Linked DNA regions of Rattus norvegicus: region 1 is linked to region 2. A link is a contact called in public Hi-C data. All regions are on one chromosome and are shown on one strand. Each heading gives the region's core, a stretch centred on a gene start, on an enhancer-like site or on the middle of the called end of the contact. The rest is flanking DNA. Distances are from core to core; before and after follow the strand shown. Region 1 has its middle 31 kb from the start of Sh3glb1. Region 2 holds the start of Selenof (selenoprotein F).

The links. Hi-C and Micro-C count contacts between places; a contact is called where the count stands out from the background.
Region 1: a contact with region 2 is called in a Hi-C map of the A7r5 cell line, with 1.9 times the contacts expected there. The contact joins the enhancer-like site here to the promoter of Selenof in region 2. A contact is called at or near these places in 2 of 12 Hi-C or Micro-C datasets (the A7r5 cell line and Schwann cells).

What each region holds. Positions count from the first base shown.
Region 1 is chr2:236,412,621-236,415,508 of GRCr8, forward strand. It overlaps a transcript of Sh3glb1 not described here. Among named protein-coding and RNA genes, the nearest start is that of Sh3glb1, 31 kb to the right of the region's middle. Within about 2 kb of position 1,326, at least 1 of the 93 cell types and tissues checked has an H3K27ac peak or open chromatin away from gene starts, as enhancers often do. A contact at or near this core is called in the A7r5 cell line, where this site is marked.
Region 2 is chr2:236,300,682-236,303,711 of GRCr8, forward strand. Selenof (selenoprotein F) reads left to right here and starts at 1,758. Exons shown (of 5, transcript NM_133297.2): 1 at 1,758-2,108. The coding sequence starts at 2,034. Hs2st1 (heparan sulfate 2-O-sulfotransferase 1) reads right to left here and starts at 1,452. Exons shown (of 7, transcript NM_001100518.1): 1 at 1,051-1,452. The coding sequence starts at 1,174. It overlaps LOC120100962 (a long non-coding RNA gene), which reads left to right and starts at 2,115. Exons shown (of 2, transcript XR_005501383.2): 1 at 2,115-3,030.

The DNA of each region.
Region 1 (2,888 bases), core at 76-2,575, 110 kb after region 2:
GTGTCACAACGGCTGGGTGGAGCTCTGCGGACTTGACACTTCGGCTCAGGACAGGGCTCCTACTTTGGTCTTAGTTGCTGCACACGGCAGGTTGGCAGGCGAGCTAGGTTTTGGGGAAGTCTGTCTCCATCTTCCATGTCTCTGCAAAGACACTGGGATTCCAGATGATTGCTGCCATGGTTGGCTCTGAGTGATGCTGGGGATTCAAACTCAGGTCCTCAGGCTTGCACAGACATTTCACCAGCTCCTCTATTGCTCTTTCATCAGCTAGACAGAGTGTTACTAGGTAACGGAGGAAAGATTCTGAGTGACGATGACAAACATCTCGATTTCCACCAACAGTCATTAAAGGCACCTTCCACACCCACTTCTGTAAAACACGGAGGCCAGTAGTGCTCAGCTTTGCCCGTTCCTCAGCTTCAGTGCCAGGGGCCATAGGGAAGGACTGAGACGGATGGAGCAGCATCCCCACGAGCAGGTGGAGGGAAGTGGAGGGAAGGGAGGGTTTACTTGTGAGCCTAAGCACATACAAGGCTTCTAGCACATAAGGAAATAGGGACACAAAGAGCTAGCTGCACAGTGTTCTTCAAAGCAGTTTATTAGTGAAAAACTGGAAACCTAAAAATTCAACAGTAGTTTAACAAAATGTGGCACATATGAAGAAATATCATGCATCCATTAAAAAAGATGTAGAAATACATATGACACAGTAAGATAGGCATGGCACTGTTGAGTGAAAAAGTTACAAAACAGCATGTATAATTTGATCCCCATTAAAAAAAATCTGTAAGTGTACAGAGAATCTGGAGGCCACACCTCAGACAGCACTTCTTAGACGATGGAACTGTCGCCATGTTTTTATTTTTACCTCTAAAATTTTTTTGTCAGTTTATTATGACTTGTATTAATAAAAAAGTATTAATAATTCTTAAAAAGTCTACTGCCGTAGAAGTGAGCTTAGGGACTGAGGTACAGAGGTGTACATACATTAGTCTAATATGGCCTCACTGGCTTCTCAGGGTGTCTCGAGGCTAAACCCCAATTCAAAGGCACTGTGTGGAAGTATGGTGGTTAGAGCTCATCTTTGTTTAAGCTGCGGTTCTTAGCCTTCCTGGTGCTGTGGCCTCTAATCCAGTTCCTCATGTTGTGGTGACCCCAACCATAAAATTATTTTCATTGCTACTTCATAACTTATTTCGCTACTGTTATGAATCATAATGTAAATATGTGTTTTCTGATGGTTTCAGGCGAGAAAGGGGTTGAGAACCACTCACTGCTTTAGACGATGGGGCCACATTCCCAGAGACCTGTGTCACCCAGGTCCTGCTGTTCTAAGCAATACTTTCCTTACTGACACTAAATGTATCCTTCTACCTTCATACCCACTTCTTAGACTGGTCTGAAAGAACCTCAGCCAGTTACAGTGGTGGTAAGGCTTACAGAGGCAAGGGGAAATGTTCAAGTGTTGTCAAATTGTAGGCGCCTGAGGGTGAATGTCCACCTCTGTCAGCTCTGCAGTGCCTCTCACAACTGACTACTGCAGGACCATGCAAATGGCTTACTGTACAACTGAGGGGCCCTGCTTCCAGAATTTGGCTCAGTAGGTTTTGTGGGGGAAGACACGGGTATTAGCATTTTTCCCTTTTACCCAACAAGTATTTATTTAGCATATATAAGAGCTGAGTGCTAAGAGTAATTTATGATTAACAGAATTATAGTCTCTATCTTAGAAAGGCTACATTCCAAAGTGACAGTTACATGCTAAATAAATAAATTATAAAAATAACATAATTACAATTAATAGTTAGGACATAGTAACGAAAGTAAAATTAAGTTTTTGTCTTAAAATATTAAAAAGGGGGTTGGGGATTTAGCTCAGTGGTGGAGCGCTTGCCTAGCAAGCGCAAGGCCCTAGGTTCGGTCCCCAGCTCCGAAAAATAGAAAAAAAAATATTTAAAAGGCTGCCACAGGGGAGATTAATACTACTAATCCACAGGCCCGTGTAGACAGAAGTATAAATAAGGTAGAATATTTGAAAGCATCAATTAGCATTTTCAACAAGTTCCCAGCAGTGCCGAGACTGCTGGTTTGAAGTCTTGTACTTTGCCGACATTCCAATTAGGACAAAGTGAGGAAGGCAGGTGTGGAACTTTTTTAACATCAGAGTTTTATGGTGCAACAAGTGCACAGGGAAGCAGAGAGCTTGGAGCACACCTGCCTGTCAGCCATGCTCCCCTCCACAGCTCTGCACTCTGGCTTGTGCAGCTAGACAATTCATTTCAAAGTTTCAGGTGTTGGAATGGTGTGTGACAAAGCACAGCTGTCTTGAGACCTCTCTGCATAAGCAAGTCTGTCCGATCCTCTCACCTTCTCCCTGCTACTTCACCTCAGAACCATCCTTCCTAACTAATGCTGGCTTCCTTTTGCTCCTGTTTGGAAGGTACCCGATTGGGAGGATGGGCTGTAGCAATCTGGGGATGCTGGCCTTAGGCTTATTTTCCTTGTCTGTCAGTGTGAGGTACATTCTCATTTTAAGAACCTCATCTCTTGCAACGTGAATTTTTTTGATTAGCACCATGAAAAAATGTTTAACTATAACCTTGTAAGTTAGATTACTTTAAGGACAAAGGTGGCTAAATTTTACTTCTTTTTTAGTTTGTAGAGGGCCTATAAATATCTCCTTGTTTATTATTTCACAAATATACGCAACTTCCACTCATTACTGTGCTATTGAATTATGCTCAGGGGCTGAGGGTTGATTTAAATAACTGTGAATTGCACCATGAATTAATTGGCTTTCTAAGAGTTTTCTTCTATGCTTAACAATTTCCTTAGGTCTTTACCTGAGGGGAAACTAAACCCATAACTTTAAGTCAAAACCAAATAAA
Region 2 (3,030 bases), core at 508-3,007:
GCTGCAGCTAGCCGTTCCTCAAGGTAAATTTAAATCGTGTTTAAGAAACAGGCTAGGTCAAAGTGTACTCAACAGCTGCTTCCCACATTCAAATTACATCCTCTGAGCTGATTTACAAGTGCCGAGTACATTTTTTTTTAAATCAGAACGCGTCAATCATTAAGTCTCTCTGTCTCCAGAACACTTCCAAATACCAAAGTTCTCCACTATCCGGAAGCACCGACTATCCGCGCTTTCGACTGCTGTTGCACAAGCTCGCACTGTAATTTTGTGTTTCAGGAATCCTTTCCCATTCCAACACAGAAAGAAACCCACATGGCTCGCTCTTGCCACTCTTTTCCTTTCACACAGTAAACCCTGTAATTCCGAACCCTCGACGTCCCTCTCTTGTCCACGCAATCAGCCTACACTTATGACCCTACTCTCAAGCCCAAATCAACCAGTTCAGCGCCACTCATAGAGAACTTCGGTTCCCCAGACGTTACGTTCCGTACCATCAGAGCTTTTCATCTGCTCCGCTGTGCCACACTGCCAGCCTACCTAAGCTGTCAGTTCTAAGGTCCCTTATCGCCCTAGGCTCAGGCATGCCTGCCACTCACTACAGTAAGCTGCTTTCACTCCCCATCATTCCCGGACTCTTCCATTTCTACCTGTCTCCCCTCGATGAATCTCCCCACGACCACCATCCCCAAAGGATTCTGTGCCCAGGTGGCCCTAATTCAAATTCCAGTCCCCATCGCCGCACATGACTGGGGCTTTCCAGAACCATTCGGAAGAGATGAGAGAGTGAGCGTTCGTGCCCTCAAGCTGCACCAGCTCCATGCAGACTCGGGTCCCCTCTCTCCGTGGAGGGCCAACGGGGCAGCCCTCCGGCCAGGGACCTCGGGCGTCCAGCGCCCCGGCCCAGCATCCCTCCCCGGTGGCGGGAGCTCGACGTGCCTGGGTCCCAGCTCTCGGGACTCTTCGATGCCCCCTGCGGAAGCCCACTTGGCTATACCCGGCAATGCCTACCCGCCAGCCCGGCCCCGGCGCACAGCTCGGCTGCCTCACCTAGCTTCGCCCGGGACTCCTCCAGCTTCTGGATCTGGTTCTCCAAGAAGAGCATCGCCACCGCGAAGGCCACCACCGCCAGCAGCTGCAACTTGGGCGGCATCATAATCCTGAGGAGCCCCATGAAACCCGCCGCTCGCGATCAAGACATACCGCGGGGGGCGGGGAGCGGGGGCCCCGAGGGCGACGGAAGCGCCGGGAGGAGACCCCGACCCCGGAGCTGCGCGGGCTGCCGCGCCGCAGCGACCCCCTCCTCCTCCTCTCCGGTCTCCCGCCCGCGGGAGCCAGCGCCGGCCGCCCGGTGCACGCTTCTCCCCGGCCCACTCGACGGCCCTGGCGCCCTCCTGCCGCTGCCGCCTGGCTTCGGGACCCCGCGGCCGCACGCCCTCTTCCCTCTCTTCCTCCCTTCCCTCCCTCGGTCGCTCGCGGCCGCGCGCTCCTCCAGCGGCGCTGCGGCTGCGGCTGCGCCGCCCTCGGCCCGCCCCCTCCCCTCCCCCTCGGCCACCATGCGCACGCCTTGACGCACGCTGCCCGGCAACCAGAGGCTCCACCCCCGTCCTTCCGTACAGTGGCGTTCATTGGTCCGAAGAACGGCCGCTTATCGCCCTTTCGGTTCGATTTACGGTTGGGTTCCTTGCCACAGGCCTCAAGCAAGGCGTTTTTCGATTGGGTAAATTCGGGGGAGGCGGGGCTAGTAATGAACGAGCTGGGACTTCGTGGATAGCCGCTGTAATGTCGTGAATTAGAAGCCCCGGTGTAGGGAGTCTAGGAAAGCGCCTGATTTGAATCCCTAAAAGAACCTGAGGGCTGTTTAATAGCCGATCACTTTCAGGCTTCTGTAGTCGACTAACTAACACTCGTCTTTGTGGAGTAATAGGCTTGTAGCAGTGGCCTTTTGCGGCGGGCTTCGCATCAGGCAGTGCAGTGGACGTCCCCGGCACAAGGGTCCTCAGACTCCTAAAGATTGACGGCAGACCGCAAGGATGGCGGCAGGGCAGGGCGGGTGGCTCCGGCCCGCGCTGGGGCTTCGCTTACTGCTGGCGACTGCGTTTCAAGCGGTGAGTGTGGACCGCCTCTGTGGCTGCCTCAAGGCCTGTCGGAGGGCGAGGATGTGGAAGGGCAAACCCGCGGCCACGCATGGGAACCGCCGGTGGAACAGGGCTGTCTTTATCGCCGCTTCCATCCGGAGTGAAACGTGGCAGATTTCCAGCCGGAGCTCTAGAGGCGATGGTCTCCTCACTTCAGGCAGCTAAAATCGATTTTTGTAAGAACGCAGTGGGTACATAAAGTCAGTAATGCTTAGGAAGAGGGGCTTTTCTTTTAATGAGACACAAGTAAATGAGAACTACCACTGCTTACAAGTCTCCGAAACCTTAAAGGGACATTATCTTGGTTTTGGTTCAGGCAAGCGCTTTTCCTCGTTAGCCAGAATGCATAGGTTCTGGATCTCTGAGAGGAGAAAACCTAGTTTTGACTTACTTAGCTACTTATGAAACGACTGTATTTTGGTAAACTCCTCTGTGGAAGTTTTTCTCCCATATTTTACATGTCTTGTACTAAGGGTATTTAAGTGGTTTGTCCCAAGATTTTGGAAAGTTACGATTATACCGTGGCTCTCTAAATACTTTGTTTTTCATAGATCCAGTACTTTGCAAATGTTGTCTCTGCTCTTATTACTTTGTCCGAAAGGTGGATTCTTAGCGTCTCACGTTGTAATACGATATCGTTTTGAGACATCTGGTACCTTTAGGTAACATTTAGGGGGCATCCCTTTAAACTTTCCATACTGGAGAGAACCGTGAGTCGTTTGGTTTCTCTTCCTAAACTTTCTATACCGGAGAGATAAGTGAGTCGTTTGCTTTCTCTTCCCATCGTAGTCACTTGAATTTGTTACCACTACTAAATGTTACAAAGGAGTGATGTTCTCAAACTACCTTCTACCTTCTAAATTTCAAGAGAGTGGCTTTGTAACTCCCCACC